Linked DNA regions of Anas platyrhynchos: region 1 is linked to region 2. A link is a contact called in public Hi-C data. All regions are on one chromosome and are shown on one strand. The core of a region is the stretch at or near the end of the contact, and the rest is flanking DNA. Distances in the headings are between cores, read along the strand shown. Region 1 overlaps PRR5L (proline rich 5 like). Region 2 holds the start of COMMD9 (COMM domain containing 9).

Region 1 (5,331 bases), core at 848-3,347, 64 kb after region 2:
GCAGGAGCATCAGGGTGCAGTTGATTCAGTTGTTTTGTGTTCCTTTTGCTGTGCTGTGGTGCTCTCCTGTTACCCACCCTTCTTGCTTCTGCCATGTAAATGAGCCACAACCTGCGTTGTAAGGATGTATGCCGGGTGGATCCAGTCGTCTGAGAAACAATGTTTAAAGTACAAATGGAGAAGAAGATAAAACGTTCACCCTATTTCCCCCACATATTAAACATAATATTATTGCTGATTTGAGGTTGCCTGCAAAAATTCCTGAAAAACTGCATGACAGTTCCCTTTAGAGAGCATCTTCTGTGGCCGTTGGCAAGGTGCACAGCGGTCCCTGAGAGGTGAGATGACTTCCTTTCCTCTAGAAGCCCACGGGAACCCGAGAATTAATGTTTGAGTTTTCTGCCAGCTCCTTTGCCTTCTGCACCACGATGTGGTTGTGGCTGAACTTCAGTCCCGGAGCATAGCTCTGGGCAGTGAGGTTTGGGTACGTTAACCTGAGATGCTTTTCTCTCCAGAGGACTACTCTGAGGACGATTTTGAATGAGAAAGCTCCTAGGACAAGATCAGAGTGCGTTATGTCAGCGCTCAGCTGCTTTGTGCTGCTTTTCCTTTCAGACTTTGTCTACCTGGATGGAGTTCTGTGCCTTACAGCTCTTGTGGTGACTTGGTACGATGCATACATAGCGTTACAGAGGTGAGGCAGTGCCCCACTGCGTAATGAGATAAGAGAGAGATAAAGGACAGGTGGCTCGCAGAAAACAAAGCTGGAAGGTGTCGCACATTCTGATGCTTCTCGGCCATCGGTTCGTAGCTGGAGGTTGTGCAAGAGCTGCAGGCTGTTTGAAATTTTACAGGGAACTGTGATTGCTCTATCAAGCAATTAAAGGGGGGAAAGTAAAGCAGTAAATGTATATTCAGAGCTTAGCTTAATTTTTATCTGGCTCTCATCATAAAGGATTTTACCTTTGTTGCACAAAAATCACCGGTGAAAGGCATTGCTTAATGCCTTTGCTGTTGTGGGGAGAAAATACCACACGTGGATGCATGTTCACCCTGATTCATGGGTGGTTTTGCAAGCTCAGCTGCAGTGTGCCTCCTCTGCCCTTGCGGTGTATCTGGGTTACGGTGGTTACTTCAGCCTCACGGAGCTCAGGGCCTTTGCTTTATTTTGCACACAGCAGGCAGCACAGCGCGCCTGTTCCCGTGCTGCTATAGGTTTTGGGGGGAAGAGTGCAAACTGCTGCAGTAGGTGATGGCGCAAGGGACACTTGTTGACCATTTTGCCACAGAAGCAGAGATGTAGCAGCAGAGGATGTCAGGACCAATTTTCCAGCGTACGTGCCCGCAGGGTAGCCAGGCTGGGCAGGAGTAATTAAATGTTATTGCTTCCTTCTCTGTGCTCGCTCTCAGTGGACTTTAATCTCTCAGGTTATCGGGCTCGGCTGTTTCAGCAGCACTAAAAGTTTACACACAAGCTGGCATTTTTTTTCTCACGGGAATATTTTTATTTATTAGGTGAACATCAGGCCATGGCCATGATTTTTCTTTTCCCTGTGTATCCCAGCTTTTTGGGGAAGTGCTGCAAGTTGTCTCTGTTTAAATGAAGCATGTTTTCCTATTTAAATGTGCTGTTTAGGAACAGAGAAGAGCAAAGATTTTGCCTTTGCCTGCAAAACCTTCAGTGATGGAGTCCGGAGAATGGGCAGCTTGGTGCATGGCTCAGTTCAGCTGAATCTCCTCAGGCCTCTCTCGCTAGCCAAGAAACCTCTGCGCAGCTGAAGGCAAGGCAGGACAGGCAGAATGGAAATGTTCATTTGTGGAATGGGGCATTGTGATGAACACAACTTTAGGAAGCTACTGGCCTCCCTTTAGCCTCTCAGCCCCAGAGCTGAGCAGGTCTGGGTCTGGCAGTGCCGGTGCTCAAAACCTCGTCTGTTCATTCTCTGAAGTGCAGCATGAACCAAACCATCCTAATGAGCACGGCTGAGAGCAGCAGGGTGAAGCTTTGTCATCGCCTGGCTGCTGCCAGTGGTGGGGTTTTGGCTGCTCAGCCATTCCTCCCTGTAACAATCCCAAGTTTGTTTTCTGCCTTTCTCACTGATGCAAGCTTCCAAAACTGTTTCATAACCTTCCGCGATGAGTGCTCTGCTTTGAATTTTGTTACTGTCTCTTACGCTTTGCGGTCTTGGGGGAAGTATTGTACGTAGTCTGCAAGGCTTCTGACTTCAGGAAACGAGACCCTGTGCTTCAAGGAAGTTGGTGAGATGCACACGCAGGCTGGGAATAGCTTTGTCAGCTGCCCTGGGGGCAGGTCATGGGGTGTTCAACACCACACGGCGATGCTGCGTGGCGGTGGCAGACAGGAGGTGAGAAGTGATGCTGTCTGATTAAACCTGCCAGGGGACCCAAGGCAAAAACCCAGATGCCAGCTTTTCTTAAAATTTTCAGTGTCAGAACTGAAACAGCGCTCATGAAGCGGGGCTGGGGACCATGCCTGGGGCTCAAGTTTTAAACCAAGAGACTCATTTGTCCCCCTGAATGGTCTGTCCCCCCTCCAGGCTGTTGTGCTGTGCACTGTCAGGTGTTTTCAGTGTCTAGCCCCAAATGCAGGCGTGTTTCAGAAGTGGATGAAATATTCTTTTCCTTGTGTGATCTTTAAAAAAATGCAGTGGGATCTGCAGCAATTTTTTTTTTTTTTTAAATTGCAGTGGGGGGCATTTCCTTACTGCAGGAGAGGCAGCCCTCCTTCCCAACTCCCTGGCAGGATGCCCTGCAGAGCATCTGAGCAGTGGCACCAGGATGGCAAACTCAGCGTGGCTGCAAGCTGAGCGCTCTCCGTTCCCTGCGGCCAGCCCCGCAGCTCAGACAAGGCTTTGCCCGAGCCCTGCTGATGGTTCCTGCTTCCTTCTTCTCTTCCAGAGCGGCGCTACTCCAGGTCCCGTCCCAAGGCTGGCGCGCTGAGCTATTCGTCTCACCTGGTGACGAGTCGGCAGCCCAGCGAGATGGCCCTGACGCCGCTGACAGAGCAGGAGGGGGAGGCTTACCTGGAGAAATGCGGCAGCATCCGGCGCCACACCGTCGCCAACGCTCACTCGGATATTCAGCTCCTGGCGATGGCCTCCATGATGCACACGGGGATGGTGATCGAGGAGTCAGACAGCAGCGACAAATGCCTCCTCCTGCAGCCTAGCTTCAGCCACAGGCAGTGCTCCAGCGAGCCCAGTATTGCTGACGGGCCTGAGGCGGTCATGGCCGCAGGGAGGCAGGACTCTGCAGAGCTGAACTGCACCTCGGTCAGCTAGAAGTCTGGCTGAGGAGAGGAGGACTGCGTGCACTAAGCTGGACAAACAGTCTTGTCCCTGCTGGGGAAAGAGGAAAACTTGTGTTTGCTCCTGTCATTGAAACGGCCTCGTGGGACCTAATGTCTGTTTGGGAATGCTCGATTTGTTTTTCTTTCCTGTCTGTGATCGTTGTTGACAGAGGTACCAGCCTGCTCCCGAACGAGCACTGAGGGCTGCAAAGCTGAGCATTGCAGCCTACTTTATATAAGCTTTTGTTCTGTACTAGCCCAAACCTCCTGAGCTCAGGTTTCCTTCTGTTTCCCTGGTATGATATAAGTTAGCCCCTTTCTGCTTTTCTCTGTCTTTCCTGGTTTCATGCTACCTGTTTGCTCTTTGCTCCTGCAGTAGAAAGCCCCATGCTGAATGCTCTGGCTGCTTCTGGCACTGGAGTGGGAATGGCTGAGGACTGCATTTTTTTTTTTAAGTTGATCTCAGGGGTGAAACAACTTGTGTCTTGCAGTAAGGTCTGCTCAGACGGCTTTTGAGAGAAGGAGATCCTTTGCTTGCCTCCCATGGGCATGGGTTTCAAGTCCAAATCTGAAGAAACCAGATTTTTTCCCCCCGTACCTGAACAGAAGTGAATATACGTGGCATCTCAGACGAGCACTTCAAATGTATTTTTAGTTCCAGTAATGTCTTTGGGGGGTGCTGGTGTAAATTGGATGCAAAGGAGGGAGGTGTAAATTAGGGACAAAATACAGTCCTGAGCATCCTGGCACTTGGCATTAATTTTCTCTCCAAATTTTGGCAGTGGTAGGGCTGCAATGAAAGGAAAAACCTAAACGGATCCCTTCAGAAAGGCAGTGCTCAGCAGTGTCTGCACTCCTGGTGTGGGAGAGAACTGAAGGCTCTCCAGGCTGGGCCGTCCCGGTTCCAGCCCAGAAGGTGACGTGCAGGATTTCATCCTTGGCTGCGCTGCTGCTCCCGCCACGTGCAGATTTGGTGAGACCGAAGACAACCAGCGGGGTGCAGAGAGGAGCCCGTCTCTGTAGGCCATTCGTGAAGTGCTTCTGACCTCCAGTGGTGTCTGGCTCAGTGCAGCCTGTCTCTGAAGGTAAAGCGAGGGCTGTTTGCAGCCTTTGTTTCTGGTTTTGTTCTGAGGATCAGGAGTGGGTCCAGCTTGGCAGTGTCTGTGTGTGCCAGGCGCTGCAGCCCGCAGTGCCTGCTGTGTAGCCCCACTCGGCGCTCACACGCTGCTTCTGTGGGAACAGACCCGATCTGTTCGAGCAGTCCCCCAGGATGCTCTGCTGATGTCTTGCTAAGCAGATCTGCAAGTGTAATTACGGGCTTAGAGGTGAACTGAAACGCTGCCTTAAACGTCAAATCCCATTAAAAAATATGGACATAACACCAGTGCCACTAGAAACCAGTCCCTGTGCTACTGACTGCGCATAAATCTATCCTGACAAGGAAACAGAAGGTTAGGTGGAGAGCCTTCAGGATGTTTCTTTTTCGCACGCTATGCCATCAGTTAGAGTTTGCCCTGCTGCTGGTGGGCATTAAGCACCTCTGCTGCACTGAATCACAGAATCACAGAATTTCTAGGTTGAAAGAGACCTCAAGATCAAAAGGACAGCTCAGACCCGTCAGGAACTGGCCTCAGGAGCACATGCAGCAAAACACAAGCAGGTGATTATTTTGTAACAAAGCATCTGAAATAGCAAAGTGTCGCTGAGCATCAGCTCGCACTGATAAATAAAGGTGTTGCTTTGCTTCCTGTGGTTTGCAAGCCTTGAGATACTTGCCCGGGCCTGCGTTTTTCTGCAGTCACCTACGGCACCCTCGCTACTGGCCTCTGTGGAAACGCAGCACTCTGACCGCCAGCTGTGCCGACATGCTGAAGGACAGAGATTCAGCCGAGCTGCCTGCCTCCTAGGAGGAGCGCACACATTTTGGGGGTGCAGGAAGACGTGGCTGTAACCAGCCTTTCCTTTAGGGGGATTCTAGGTGCAACTTCCTGTTTCTGAACTGGACTGATCAGGCCAACTTA
Region 2 (5,731 bases), core at 2,510-5,009:
CCATGTGACGCTGGAATAACAAACAGGGTTCTCCATCATCACAAGCAAGGATGCTAAAATGCAAGACAAGCACAGCTAAATTCACAGAGCAGCTAAGAGAAGGGGAGCAATAAGTTATCTTCACCTCTTCATACCCTGCTTGCAAGACTCAGTGTTTAATCATGAGTTACTCTGGGACCTGCTATACTCTGTTCTGTAACTGGCAAGAAAGCACGTAGGAATCTTCTTAAAAACCAAGCAGTACAGAACTGGGAAACCGGAATCTTCACACGTCCTGCCAATTTGTTAAAAATATTGAAGATGTAGTTTCAGTTCCATCCTAGTCAGATCTCGCATTAGAGAAATCATTGAGGAGTCTGATGCAACATCGACATCCATAGTGCTGGGGCTGCAAATTCCATCAGCCTTCCACTGGGAAGGAAAAGGTCCAACTTGGTTGCCCTGCCAGGAAACTTGTGCAGCTGGCCCTTGCTGCAGAGAAGAGATGGGGACAGTCACTGGTGATGGCATGTACTTAATGGAGTACTGCACATTGCGCTGTGAGCCCCTGTCATCCCCACTTTGCAGCTGTTGCATTTATAAGACACATAACACCTCTCGCATCTTTTTCAACTCTATTTTCTGGTAAAAGCTGAGCTACGCTTCTTGTGTTCAACAGTGCAGCATCCAATTTCCTGGGAAAACCAGTAACTTCTCGCTAGAAGGAAGTCTACACTAGGGACATGGGAACAATGGCAAACCCTCTCAGTTTGAAACAGGCATTTGCAGCTAGTAGGCTTAACTACTGTGTCAGAACAAATGAGAACCAGGCACACAGGGAAACATTGTTCCTGTGTGGCTCAGGCTTTTGAAATGAGTCTGAAAGAAACGTAGGACCAACCCCATAAAAGATCTGTAGAGAGATCATAGAATCATAGAATATCCTGAGTTGGAAGGGACCCTTAAGGATCATCAAGTCCAACTCTTGACACCGCACAGGTCTACCCAAAAGTTCAGACCATGTGACTAAGTGCACAGTCCAATCTCTTCTTAAATTCAGACAGGCTCGGTGCAGTGACCACTTCCCTGGGGAGCCTGTTCCAGTGTGCAACCACCCTCTCTGTGAAGAACCCCCTCCTTATGTCAAGCCTAAATTTCCCCTGCCTCGGCTTAACCCCGTTCCCGCGGGTCCTGTCGCTGGTGTTAATGGAGAAAAGGTCTCCTGCCTCTCGACAGATGATCGTTTATTCTTAAACTCAGTTTAAAATCTCAGCTGTGGTGCTTGCTAAGTTTGAGCATCTTTGCAAAGCCTTGGCAAATAACTGCTGGTGGTCAGGTTTGGTATCTATTTAAGGGTATCAGAGGGGGATGAAGAAGCAAAGACTAAACCTGTACTGAATGCTGCAGAAAGAACTGTTCCAACAGGCAACTGCAGCCTGCCTGGATTCTGCATGCCATAAGGTGCTAGTTTCCTCCCTGAGGGCCGATCCCATGTGATCCCAAGCTTTCCTTCTGCTTCCTGGTGCTCAGAGGAATTTGTCTTTATCGGGAAAAGGCTCCTCCTCCCCTCAGAACTCCAGGGGGCACTGCAGAATTGGCTGCCTTGCTCTTGTGTTTGGAAGAAATTCCAGTTTACAGTCCATCAGGACCAGCACTTGGCAGTATTTGCAACAACATAAAATGCATCTGTTTAGTCTTGTATGTTAATTTGCAAAGATTGATTGTTGGCAGCTTGGAGGGACAGGAAGCCATCCACATTTTCAGATTAACACAGAACTATCAGTTGGAGTGTCGGTTCTTTAAAGCACTGCCTTGGCCCCTGTGTAATATGTGTTGGATATTTCATGAATATAACATTAAAATAATCCATCATTTCTTAAAAAAATAAATTACAACAGGGCTAAATCTAATAAATACAAAAACACTTCATCTCGGAGCAAAGCTCCAGGAGCCATACACCCAGCCTTGCTTCTCCTTTGTGCAGACCTAGCTAGTGTGTCGCTGGCATGTCATGCTTGTTCTCATTTCCTCTAAGGCATGATAGTGTTAAGGATACAGGAAAAAGCACTGCGTGTCTTGGCAACGCTAGAACAATGTTTAGACTAAGCAGCTGCTGTATTTACTGTATTAGCATTATGCAATAGTTTCCTCCCCCTCCCTATTTTCTACCATTTATACTATTAAGATTTTTGAGGGACAGTGGTTTTCCGGGTCTTGCTATAGTGTTTACTTCTTGGACATCATCTCCTCTGCAGGCTAAGAGAAAGGCCAAGAGGATCTATGCAGACCTCAGAGTACTCCTGTTATGAATCAGCTCTCATTTCTAAGTGCTACGGCTGAAAAGAAAACCTCTTAAGGGAAAAAACAAACGAGTATAGCTGTGTGGAGCACTTAACTAGGAGGTTACTCACTGACTGATGCTACTGATAACATTTGCACGGCTTAACTACATCACGCTTTAGAAAGGTGAGGAAAAAGCAAGTTATGAGTGTGCCACATCTGGAAGAGAAAGAATGCATAGAAGTGACTGAATGTGCACAGATAAGGCATTCCCCAATACAAACATATGCTTTGCAGCTCATAGTTGTTGGCTATGGACATCATTTAAAGACCTGAATTGGGAGGTCAGAGTGCTTCATATTCAGAAGTTCGGCAAATACTTGCCATGTCCACACTGCATTCTGCCATGTAGCAACAGATCGAGCATTAAGTGAAATCGCTCCCAGACTGGAAACAATTTAGCACAGATCTGAATACAAACTTACTGGCTGCTCCTAAGCTGAATGATGCCCCAAGCATACAGCTTCATCTAAGGCAAAGGGTGCTATCTTTGTGCTGCACCGCACTGAAACACTCTGTGATGCACAGTGCTGAACTCCAAGCTCGCTCAAATGACCTCAGGAGCGTTAATTTTATCAGAACGTGAGACGCTACTTACTCTGACTTGCTTGTGCCTCATTCCTCCAAGCACAGCTGTGAAAAGAAGGGAAAAAATGGTATCAGCACTGGGCTCAGCTCATCGCGGGCGCTGCGATTCAGCCCGCAGCGTGCCCAACACGGCCAGAACCAAAACCCTGCGCTGCCAAGCACCCACGTAGCAAACCAGGCGAACCCACCTGAACTTCCCAACCGAAAGCGGCCGGTAACACTCACACGTTCTCCAGGATTATCTTAGTTAGGAGATTCTTCAGGTTTTGGTGGAAGTCTTCTGGAAAGAGCGCCAGGACATCTTCCGCCCTCGTCAAGCCGCGGTACACGACGTGCCTGGTGAGGCTGTGCAGGGCGGCCACCAGCTGCAGGACAGGCAGACGGGAGAAGGGGGCTCCAGCCCGGACAAGGAGCAGCCCCCAGCCCCCTCCACCCCCGCGGCTCGCCTCCACCTCGCACCCGGGGCCACGGCTCCTACCTGCGCCGCCTCCTCGGGGCTGGCGGCGATGGCGGGGCAGGCGCGCTGCGCCAGCGGGCCGAGCCCGGCGGGCGGGCTGGAGAAGCAGTCCTGGCACAGCTGCCGCACGGCCTCCTTCGACGGCGCCTGCCGGGGAGCAAAGCGGGACGCGCTCAGCCGCCGCCGCCGCCGGGCAGGGAACGGCCCCCGGCAGCGCCGTGGCGGCGGCCCCGCAGCCCGCTCACCTTCAGCAGGCCCCGCAGGGCGGCGAACTCCCCCTCACGCAGCGCCGCCATCTTGGCGCCCTCAGCGGGGGCGGGAGCCGCGCCTCAGCTCCCGCCCCGCCGCCATCTTGTTGGGGCGGGGCAGGGCGGGCACGCCGGGCAGTGTAGTCTTGGTTCTGGTCCTGGTCCTGGTCCTGGCCCTGGCTTTAACGCGGGATAAAAGTGAAAAAAACAAAACAAAACTGAAAGCTGTGAAGTGTTTCAGCCTCAGCTCCCAGTCCGTAAAGCGAGCTGCTGTGACAGTTATCGGGGCTGAAGTGCAGGATAACGTTTTGCACCCAATTAGCGTGCGTCCTGCGTCAAACTTTACAGACCCACACTGCAGTGCCCTTTCTGAAATACCTGACGTGATTTTTATTTTTTTTTTTTTGGTCATTTCTGTCAGTGCAATGAAGAGCGAAACCAGACCCAGAGCTTAAGCCACATGTAGTGCCTTAAACCACCTCACCACAAGGGCAAGGGTGGCACCGAGAGGTCTCTGGCTGCAGGCCACCCGCACGGTGTCTGCTCCTCGCTGAGAGGAAAACTACCTGGCACAGCCATGCTAGGATGATGTTGTGCCGGCCCAGAGCTCGCCTGCTGCCGTGCAGCTCCAAGGAGCAAGAGCGCACGTGGAGGGGACCAGCCTCCGTCCTTCAAGAGCCTGCAGGCATTTGGGCAAAGTCTGCTCTGCAGCATGCACAAGGTAGGATGTGCACCATGTGAGTGGTGCATGGCCCGGGCTGAGGTCAGAGCCTCGGGTACCTGGCAGTGCAGTCGTGACCTGTGTCAACAGTGAGATCGCTGGGGTGAGAGCAAGCCCTAAATTCTCCCTTCTCCCGCTTTTCCCTCTCGGATGTAATCAATTGTTTACTGTCAGTGCAAATCCCTTTGGTGGATGCAGAGTTTAGCAGTAAACATGCTGTTTTCAGCCAGTGGGAACTGGAGGCAAAAGATTTATCATAGCATTGCTGTAATGATATGGACCATTACCTTAGTAAACTGTGTGCATTTTACACTTTATAAAAGATATTCAAATAAATCCTCTTTCCGAGAGAGAAATTGTCTCTTTTTTGTCTTGTATAATTCACAGCACATCTGGTGCCAGAATATCTGTGTAATCTATGGGCTTTCTCATCACCTTTTCTGTCAAAACATCTTCATTTTCATTTGCATTGTTCTCCTGTAGGCAGAATAATGCATGGTAAGAAATGCTAATGGGATGTCATTTGCATTGGGCTCCACAGGTTTGGCAAAGTAAAGGGATTCCTATTACTTTCTCAAGCTGGGAAACCATGAAGAGCAGTAGAATCCAAAGGGAGAGTATTTTATTTTCTAGCATTTTTCGTGAGGAACAGGAAATGAGTCTCGGGGAACAATTCTGGGGGTATGAGTGTACCATCTGTGGCCTCTTCAAATTACTTAGTATGATTGATGAGTTCAGAGAGCTGCAGTATACTCGTGCTGCTTTCTCTAGCTCTGTGTTACCGATCAGGTTAGCCCAGTGCAGGCAGTACATTGTGGAAGGCTGAAGGTCGGCCGTATGGAGTCTTCTGAATGGAGATGCCTTCCTGGCAGAAAAGATGTGCTGCTGAACGTAGGTGGTAGGACTGAGTGGGCAGTGAGCCTTGTGGATGCCATTTGCTTATCCAGGTGGTAGAACTGTGTAGCTCCTTACTCTGATCGGAAAAGGAAAAATAGCTACACGGGTTCAGATTACAGGAACTGTGACATTGTCTGTTCCTTCCCAAGAGGAAGAACCTGGAAGATTTGATGATGGTCCCTCTTCCACTGGTGCCACAGCTGTCATTTCCACCTACACAAATACGGCAGTATCTGCAAGCTACACGTTAGAACAGACCAGAAGGTGAAAGGAAGGAGGTCCTCGTTTTTGTTTGCAAAATTAAAGGTTTGCAAAGTAAGCGATCTACACAATTGCATCGCAAAGGAAAAAATTGTAGCAGTGGTTAGAGGTCAGGATTTAAGAGCCAGGGAACTGGAATCATGTCTTTCTGATTCTGCTTCAGCTTTCACATGAAGCCAGGTAGCTTCATTTTTGTCACCCAAATGACAGAAAGGTAACGTAACTTCTGTGGCACGTGAA

What was found. A called contact is a pair of places that touch in the nucleus more often than the background predicts.
Region 1: a Hi-C map of subcutaneous adipose tissue shows a contact between it and region 2, with 1.7 times the contacts expected there. The contact joins the enhancer-like site here to the promoter of COMMD9 in region 2. A contact is called at or near these places in 2 of 8 Hi-C or Micro-C datasets (liver and subcutaneous adipose tissue).

The regions. Positions count from the first base shown.
Region 1 is chr5:49,825,979-49,831,309 of IASCAAS_PekinDuck_T2T, forward strand. It overlaps PRR5L (proline rich 5 like), which reads left to right. Exons shown (of 20, transcript XM_038179131.2): 20 at 2,920-5,331. The coding sequence ends at 3,302. Among named protein-coding and RNA genes, the nearest start is that of TRAF6, 25 kb to the right of the region's middle. Within about 2 kb of position 2,098, at least 2 of the 8 cell types and tissues checked have an H3K27ac peak or open chromatin away from gene starts, as enhancers often do. A contact at or near this core is called in subcutaneous adipose tissue, where this site is marked.
Region 2 is chr5:49,760,318-49,766,048 of IASCAAS_PekinDuck_T2T, forward strand. It overlaps COMMD9 (COMM domain containing 9), which reads right to left and starts at 3,760. Exons shown (of 6, transcript XM_027458516.3): 1 at 3,610-3,760; 2 at 3,386-3,511; 3 at 3,133-3,272; 4 at 2,918-2,952. The coding sequence starts at 3,660. PRR5L (proline rich 5 like) reads left to right here and starts at 3,713. Exons shown (of 20, transcript XM_038179131.2): 1 at 3,713-4,333.